Regions from separate parts of the Mus musculus genome. Here regions 1 and 2 are each linked to region 3. The links are chromatin contacts, called in public HiChIP or PLAC-seq maps. All regions are on one chromosome and are shown on one strand. Each heading gives the region's core, a stretch centred on a gene start, on an enhancer-like site or on the middle of the called end of the contact. The rest is flanking DNA. Distances are from core to core; before and after follow the strand shown.

Region 1 (2,700 bases), core at 54-2,553, 330 kb before region 3:
AGAAATTTGCTTAGAAGAAGACCCATGGTCTTCAACTGACCACAAAGGAGATAACCAAAGTACTAACATTCTGGCTTGCTAGAAATTTGGCCCAAAGTAAAACACAAGGAAACTTAACTACTCAATCTTATTTGGGGTAAATGTATATGAACTAGTAGTTGGAGGTTTTGTTTGCTTGCTTGCTTGCTTTTGTTTTTTGAGACAGAGTCTCATGTAGCCTAGGATAGCCTCAAACTCATTATGTAGCTGAGGATGACCCTAACACTCGATCTTGCCACCTCCACACTGGCACCACCACTCCTAGCTAGACGTTTAAATAAAAGTTTATGGAACTTCAACTCTCTCCTCCCTTGCCTCTTCTCTAATTAGAATGTTGAACTTTGGCTGATGTCCAGATTTAGAAGCAGACAGTAAGGTGACAACTGTGCCATGCTAAAGCTTGCAGCCCAAAGGGGCTGGCTCACTCTCATAGAAGACCTCTTTAAGGAACAATGCCTACATTCTTAGACCACCAACACATGGCCACTTCACTCCAAGGCTAGTTCCTTGACTCCAAAGGGGAGAATGATCTCATAGTGATGTAGGTGGAGAGAGCAGGGTAAAAATCTAGGTAACTTGCTGTAAGTCAAGCCTCCCCAAAAGAATGCCAATTTTGCCATTGTGATAGTTTGTATATGCTTGGATCAGGGAGTGGGACTATTAGGAGGTGTGGCCTTGTTGGAGTAGATGGGTCACTGTGGGTGTGGGCTTTAATACCTTAGTCCTTAGCTGCCTGGAAGTGAGTATTCTGCTAGCAACCTTCAGATGAAGATGTAGAACTCTCAGCTCCTCCTGCACTGTGCTTGCCTGGATTCTGCCATGTTCTCACCTTGATGATAATGGACTGAACCTCTAAACCTGCAAACCAGCCCCAATTAAATGTTGTCCTTATGAGAGTTGCCTTGGTCATGGTATCTCTTCACAGCAGTAAAACCCTAACTAAAATAGCCAACCCTAGGAAATAAAAAAAAAAAAACAAAAAAACAAAAAAACCAAAACCCACCAATTCTCAAGGTGGGGGGACCTCCCACCAAGGGCTCTCATAGCCCGGGGGAAATAAAGAAATCAGGCACCCAGAAACAATTGATAAATAAATCTGCCATCATTTGGTGAATGCCCTTCCTGAAACTGGCCCCATGAGAAGACCCTAAGGAATAATAAAGTCATCCTTTTCTGCTTCTGAGCCTTCTAGAGTCTAGGGGCTACTCAGTGAATCACAGGAGGTTTGGAAATGTTCTGAGCTCCATGCATGGCCTCTGACTCATCTCTCCACCTCACTTGTTGACCTATGGCAGAATTTTCACTGGGCACTCAGGAGACCGCAGAGAAGCTAAGCTATGGAAAGTTAACTATTAAACTTAGAGAAGGGCCTTCTCAGCTTGTTTTAAAGGTGGAGTTTTTGGAAAGAGGACTTGGCTAGGGATCACAACAGGATTCAGGCAGAGAATGGTGCTCCACTGGGCTTCAGGATCCAAACTTGGTCCTTTCTAGGTAAATGGTGTTGGGGGCAATCCCAGGAGCAATTATCGTCTATTGCTGAGTCTTGGCTTCTCCCCACTTGTTACCTCCTCTCTCTGAGATTGAATTCCCGTGTTTGGAGTGAGGCGGAGGCACTGCATAGAACCTCAACTGCACTTGGGGAAGCAGAGGGTAAGAAAGATCAAGAGGAGAGAGGCAGAAGAATCAAAGGCCTGTTGGGGGCATCCAGGAGTCCCAGATAGCCACAGCACTCCCTAAAATGCAATATTCACAATACAAATATCCCTTCTCTTGGGTTTTCCATCCCTACCAGTAACAGGATTGGGATGAGAAGAGAGGTCCAGGCCATAGTGAGATGCATACAATGTAAAACCATACAAAGTTAGCATAGAGTTCGGGGAAGCCCAGAGAACCACAGACTTCTCAGTGTATATCTTACCAGGACCTGAGAATCCTGTCTTGCTGAGGGCAGAAATTTCATTACTGCTTGGGGTCGGTGTGGTGTGGGAACACATCAAGGTCTCTTTCCCCCCGCCCCACCTTGGAGATGGGGCAGGCTCCTCCAGGTGTCTGTTCCAGTAGGATAAGTGAGGTGGGGAGGGGAGCAGAATGCAAAATCTGTCCTGGATGACGGATCATCAGTCACCTCTGGCACTTCACCCCAGGTTGGCTTCATAGGGGCTTTGAAAGAGGGTGGCATCTTATGATGTCATAGGGTAGTACTCCATGGTATGAAGATGATTCCCCGGGAGAAAAACCATAAAGTTCTATGAGAGATTTGTAAGTGTTTCATGAAAAGCAAATATATAGGTATCATCAAATAATTAAGTTTAATTGCTGTAGTAATTAAGCCAAAAAGTCCTAATTCTCAGGACCTTTTAGACACTAACATGACCCCATGACTCTAAGAAAGGGACATAATATGCAATGTCTTCCAAAGTGTATTTTAACAGGAAGCACTTTGGCACAGCATAGGTCAAGATTAATGGAACACAAAACACATTTTATATTCTATATGTCACAGGGGAGACTCTCCAATGTCTTTGGTAGTTGTCTTCCAGTGTCATGCTCTGTGAGACCTCCCCATCACTCTGCACTTACTGATCATGGCTCTGTCAGGGCCCCATAACCTTCACTGTCTTTTGCTTTTCTCCTTTCTCCTATGCAAATTTCCCAGGCCTC
Region 2 (2,700 bases), core at 197-2,696, 270 kb after region 3:
CATTTAGGGGGATGGGGTGACTGCTTGGGGCTGGGGGAACGGACGTGTATCCAGATGCGCACAGCTGGCTGCCCGCCCGCCTCCCTGGCCCCAGACACTTCTTGCTGCCAGGTCCCCCACACCCGGGGAAATCCGACTCAAGCTCCCACCCGGGATTCACAGAGGAAGTGGAGCCTCAGCCCTGCTCCAAGGACCAACTAGCCCTCACATCTGCTTTCCCCACATCTTTGCTCTAGATCTCCTACCCTAGGCTTCCCTAGCAATGCTGGATGCTGTGTTATTCAGCGCAGACTACTCCTCAGCTGGTGTTTCTACCAACCTCACTGTGGTTTGCCATATTAGGACTCTGGACCTTAAAATTCAAGGGAGCTAATGATTTCTGAGCCCCCCAAGTCCCCCGTCTCCATTGTCCACCCTCACTTCCAACAAGCCACAGCAGAGCCCAGGCTCCCATCAGCGACATCTTTAAGACACACGTTAGCCAGACACAGCTGGAGGTAGGCCAGCTCTGCACATCTGGGCAGTAATACCCCTCCTAACCTGGCCAGTGATCGGTATAGAAGGGAGAAAGGGGGAAAGCAAACCTCTTCCTGCAGCTGGCCAGGAGAAAACCAGGGGCGGGGTGGGGCGGGGCAGCAAGTCTTACCTAGCATCTGGCTGAAGAGTAGCTGTTCTAGGTCGCCCAGCACGGTAACCACAAGCTCGGGGTCCACCTTGAGGAAGGCCCGCTCCTCCTGGCCCTTGGCAGAGGGCACAGTCCCTGAGCCCTTTTGCGCTTTAGCCTTGCTGGAAAGCAGTTCGTCATCCGATTTGCCATCATCGCTTACCGCTGCCTCAGGCGCCTTGCTGAGAGGCTTGACCTCCGCATAGGGTCCCCGAGGAATCCGGCTAGGTTTGCCTAGGCTGGGCGCTAGCGGAGCCAGTGGGGTCTTGGCGCCGCCGGTTGAGCCACCTTTGGGTTGGAAGAGCGAATGCTCAGACTTGGACAGCGTCTTGGACATCAGAGGAGTCTCGCGGCCCTTGGGCCCCAGTTTGCCCAAACCCTTGGGTGCTTTGGCCATATCATCACTCCACTCAGGCTCATACAGCTGCAGCTTTTTCTCGGAGTCCGTGAGAAACGAGAGGTTGGTGAGCGACTTCTGTTTGCGCAGGTTGGAGGTAGGCAGCCCGCCGGGGACACGACTGTCCACGCTGCCGGACTTGAAGACCTTCAGCTCCGCTGCACTGGCCTTGGCCATACTGCCACTGCCTCCTGCCGCCTTGGCGCGCTTGGGCAGCATGCCTCTGCCGTCCGCCGCGGCTGCCTTTCTGCTGGCTCCCCGAGACTCGTCCGCGCCCTCGTCGCCGCCGCTGCCGCTGCCGCCGCTCAGCTCCACCTCGGGCTGCACGCTCTTGACGCTGCTGCCCAGCATTCTGCCTGCGAGGAGCGCATGGACGATCCGCGCGTCTGCAGGCACGGGGCGGGGGAGGGGGCGGTAGTGCCGGGAGAGGAGGGGGCGGAATGGGGGGGAGGACGGAAGAAACCGCGGAGGAAGGGGAGAGGAAGGGGAGGGAGCAAGGGGGCGAGCGGAGGGCGAAAGGGAAAGAAATGCGGAGAAGGAAGCCGGGGAAGAGGAAAAGGCAAGGAAATAGCGGGTTGATGGGGCGGGGTCGAAGGAAAAGGGGCGGGGCGGGGAGAATATAAATTAAAAAATTTAAATCAGTCAAAGGAACGATAGAAGACCAGCGGCTCCATCGAAGCCAGGTCGTGTTGTGATGCTGGGATCTTGTCTCTGTCCCCCGGCTAGCCGATCCGTGCTGCGGGCTGCACACTCCGGGGCAGCGCCCTCTCTCTACTCCTCCTTCCAGCTCGTGGAGAGGCTGCGGGCTGCAGCTCCCAGCGAGAAAGAGGGGAGGGGGAAGGCGGGGAGCAAACAGGAGGAGGGGTGGAGTGTGCGCAAGGGGAGGGAGGTAGGGGAGAGAGTGTGTCTATTTCTGGCTCGGGAGGGGGAGGTGTCTGTGAGCTGAGCCCCGGGGGCACAGAGAGGATCCCACCAGTTTTTCTCCTTGCTTTCTACAGAGAGATGGGGTAGAAGGTTCCCTGCTGCATCTGGAAAAAAGCATGAGTGGAGGAAGGGAGACTTAGGGGTACAGGTAAAGGTCCTGGGAAAGGGTGTCTTTGACCCAGGAGAAAGAGTGGCCCTGTAGGTCTTGGGTAGAAACTGGCAGAGCCTGAGGGAAGCTCTCACAAACCGTTACCTTTGGTTTCCCTCAGAAATTCTTTACCTTTAGTTACCTTTAGTCTCTATGGTGTATTTTGCCCTCCTAAACCCAGAAGGTAAGGGACACAGGACAGAACAGGCTGCTTTAGACAGTGCCTAGGGTTGACAGGGACAGGGACCTGAGGGGTTGAAGCGGCTAACTGTTGGGTGCAGGAGTCCGAGTCACCATTCCACTTGATCACATGACCTTGTCAAAGTCATTGAACCTCTGTTGCTCTTACAATGGTTTTAATCCTAGCTTCCTAGGAAAAGGGGCTTTGGGACACTAAGGACACAGGAGAGTTAGCATAGGTCCCTTGGCAGAGCATTTTTTGTTTTGTTTTGTTTTTTGTTTTTGGAGGCGGGATTTCTCTGTGTAGCCCTGGCTGTCCTGGAACTCACTCTGTAGACCAGGCTGGCCTCGAACTCAGAAATCTGCCTGACTCTGCCTCCCGAGTGC
Region 3 (2,700 bases), core at 56-2,555:
AACACACCAAGAAAAAAAAGGAATGTCCAGTAACTTATCAAACATCAAGACATGGCCTTGCTATGTATCCTGGGCTAGCCTAGAACCTAAGTGCTGAGATTACCAGCATGCACAGTGCACTCTGATGAAAATATGTCTGACACAAGGTCTAACCCCAGCTGCCCTAGAACTTGCTATGGAGCCCAGGCTGTCCTTAAACTTGCTGGCTCTCCTGCTTCTACCTCATGAGGCCTGTGCCACCTGACCTGGGGAAAACTCAAATGTATCAAAATTACCCCTCCTGCTAATCTGTGTCATTATACGGCATCTAGTACCAATTTATACAGTCCAGCTAAACCCTGCATATCCAACCCCAACACATGGAGATAACCTCCTCTGAGGACAGAAGGCTGAAGCATACTTTTGGGAGTGCCACCAAATAATAATTTAAAATCCTGGGCAGACACACTATTTGAGGATAATACCCTGACGCTCATTACAAACAAAAACCCAGAATACCAAGATCTATTAGCTTGTGACACCTGAGGCTTTATTCAAACAACTGTTGAGACTCGACAGCTATTACATTAATTTACTGCAAACAGCTATGCCTGATTTACTCTTGTTTACACCTTGAGCCAAGCATACAGCCCTTACTTAATAAACACTTAATGAATTTATGTCTATTCATGGCTTTTCAGAGAACACACGCAGCTCATCTCTTCCTATTTTCCACATACTGATATATCTTTTTTCTTCGGGAATTCCACATAGGAAAGGCCGCTTCAGCCTACAAGGAGCTCATCCAGCCCCCTTGGATGTTGGGTGAAATTTGTGGTCTACTCATTTGAAATGCTTCATCGTGGGGACACTTAGTCCTCATAGGCATAAGGCCTCGGGTATGGCACTCGGAGATCTACATTCCCTTCGTCGAGGCAGAAACTGAGCAGAGCGAGGCTTAGGGACGTGTTCAAGGTCGCCTCAGCAGGCAGAAGGGATCATTATTGTCCCCGCACAAAGTCGACAGCACCTGCCATAGGGAGGAGGTTCCAAAGCTCCACCAAGCCCAGCACCGGACCTCCTCCCAATGCACCACAAGGTCACAGGGGTGCTGGGGTCCTGGCACACTGCGCTAAAAAGCCACCTTTGTCACGCTCATCCACACTACCCACAGCTGCCCAGATCTCGGCGCCGAGCCGCGCGGAGCTCCGCTTGCACCTCAGACTCCGACCACGGCGGATGGAGGAGGTAATTAAGGGACAAGGGCGGCGGCGGCAACTCACCACGGCTCTCTCGCGTATTCCTCCATCTTGGCTCCAACCCGCGCGAGAGTCTACGGCACGCTGGGCGGAAATTGATCCCCGCGACGGAAGTGATCCCAGGCGGAGGCGTGCTACTGGACGGGGATTGGAGCATCTCTTCCTGCCGCAGCCAATGGCAATCGGACTCCTTGTAGACCCGGAGCGTGGAGGCTCCCCGGCCAGGGCGTGGAGGTTCGGGGGTTCGGAGTACTGAGTGACAGAGTTCAGATCAGCCCCGTGGCCTGGGATAAACATTGATTGCCCTTTTTTTCGAGACAGAGTTTCTCTGCCCTGGAACTCGCTTATGTAGCCCAGTCTGGCTTCAAACTCAGATCAGCCAGCCTGTGCCTCCCGAGTGCTGGATTAAAGGTGTGTGTCACCACTATCCAGCCGCTATTTTTTAAAAAGTGCTTTTGCTGTCAGGTATTTATTAATAGTGCTACTTAATTTGCCGTGAACAGTGAATCTTTAATAAATATATGTAGCTCTTTTAGAGCAGATCTATATAGTCATAATGTCTGGAATGTAATAGATAACTTTTAAAATAAAGATTATTTTTATTAATTGATGTATGTACGGGATCTGGTGGGTGCATGGAGGTCTAAGGAGAGTCTACAGAACTGGAATTGTCAGGGCTGACAGCGAGTACTTTACCCACTGAGCCAATTTAGCAGCCCGAAAATAAGTGTTCATCTTATAGAGACAATTGGACCATTTCAGGAGCCATGGCCAATTTGAGACCATTGATTTTGGGGGTCGTTGGTGCCAGATCCTCTTCCATGCCTCCCCACAAAGGATAACCCAGAAAGCATGAGATATGTTTAGCCCAGAGAAAAGAGACTGAAAATAGGGCTATAGTCATACTTAAGTTGGTAAGTCAGATCCCCAGCATCATACACACACACACACACACACACACACACACACACACACACACACACACGGTTATGGTGGCACATATTGAAGTTCAGTGTTATATCCTCAGTTGCATTTAGAGTTCAAAGCCATCCTGAGATACTCCAGACTTCCCTTGTTAAAGAAGAAAAAGCTAAAAGTATGAAGTTTCACCAGCCTTATCAGGAAAACACAGTCACTGCCAGCTATAAAGGGAGTTCTTGTTCCATTCCACCTTAAAACAACAACAACGCCGGGCGTGGTGGCGGACGCCTTTATTCCCAGCACTTGGGAGGCAGAGGCAGGCAAATTTCTGAGTTCGAGGCCAGCCTGGTCTACAGAGTGAGTTCCAGGACAGCCAAGGCTACACAGAGAAACCCTGTCTCAAAAAAAAAAACAACAACAACAACAAAACAAAGCTAGATATTTGAGGCTAGACAGATGGCATAGCAATCAAGAGCCTGACTGTTCTAGAGGACTGGGGTTCAATTCCCAGCACAAATGGCAACTCACAATTGTCTGTTAC

The links. HiChIP or PLAC-seq counts read pairs in DNA pulled down with a chosen protein or histone mark.
Region 1: an HNF4G HiChIP or PLAC-seq map of pancreatic cancer cells shows a contact between it and region 3. The contact joins the enhancer-like site here to the promoter of Timm17a in region 3. A contact is called at or near these places in 4 of 39 promoter capture datasets (the 3T3-L1 cell line, cranial neural crest, embryonic stem cells and 1 more), 1 of 484 Hi-C or Micro-C datasets (the BV-2 cell line), 6 of 115 datasets of contacts at active chromatin or transcription factors (bone marrow-derived macrophages, embryonic stem cells and pancreatic cancer cells) and 1 of 9 other capture datasets (adipose tissue).
Region 2: an H3K27ac HiChIP or PLAC-seq map of microglia shows a contact between it and region 3, with 3 times the contacts expected there. The contact joins the promoter of Nav1 here to the promoter of Timm17a in region 3. A contact is called at or near these places in 1 of 484 Hi-C or Micro-C datasets (embryonic fibroblasts), 1 of 115 datasets of contacts at active chromatin or transcription factors (microglia) and 1 of 9 other capture datasets (pancreatic islet).

The regions. Positions count from the first base shown.
Region 1 is chr1:134,984,023-134,986,722 of GRCm38.p6, forward strand. Lgr6 (leucine-rich repeat-containing G protein-coupled receptor 6) reads right to left here. Exons shown (of 18, transcript NM_001033409.3): 18 at 2,331-2,700. Among named protein-coding and RNA genes, the nearest start is that of Ube2t, 23 kb to the left of the region's middle. Within about 2 kb of position 1,304, at least 8 of the 459 cell types and tissues checked have an H3K27ac peak or open chromatin away from gene starts, as enhancers often do. A contact at or near this core is called in pancreatic cancer cells, where this site is marked.
Region 2 is chr1:135,583,909-135,586,608 of GRCm38.p6, forward strand. It overlaps Nav1 (neuron navigator 1), which reads right to left and starts at 1,447. Exons shown (of 30, transcript NM_173437.2): 1 at 647-1,447. The coding sequence starts at 1,412.
Region 3 is chr1:135,312,432-135,315,131 of GRCm38.p6, forward strand. Timm17a (translocase of inner mitochondrial membrane 17a) reads right to left here and starts at 1,306. Exons shown (of 6, transcript NM_011590.2): 1 at 1,263-1,306. The coding sequence starts at 1,288.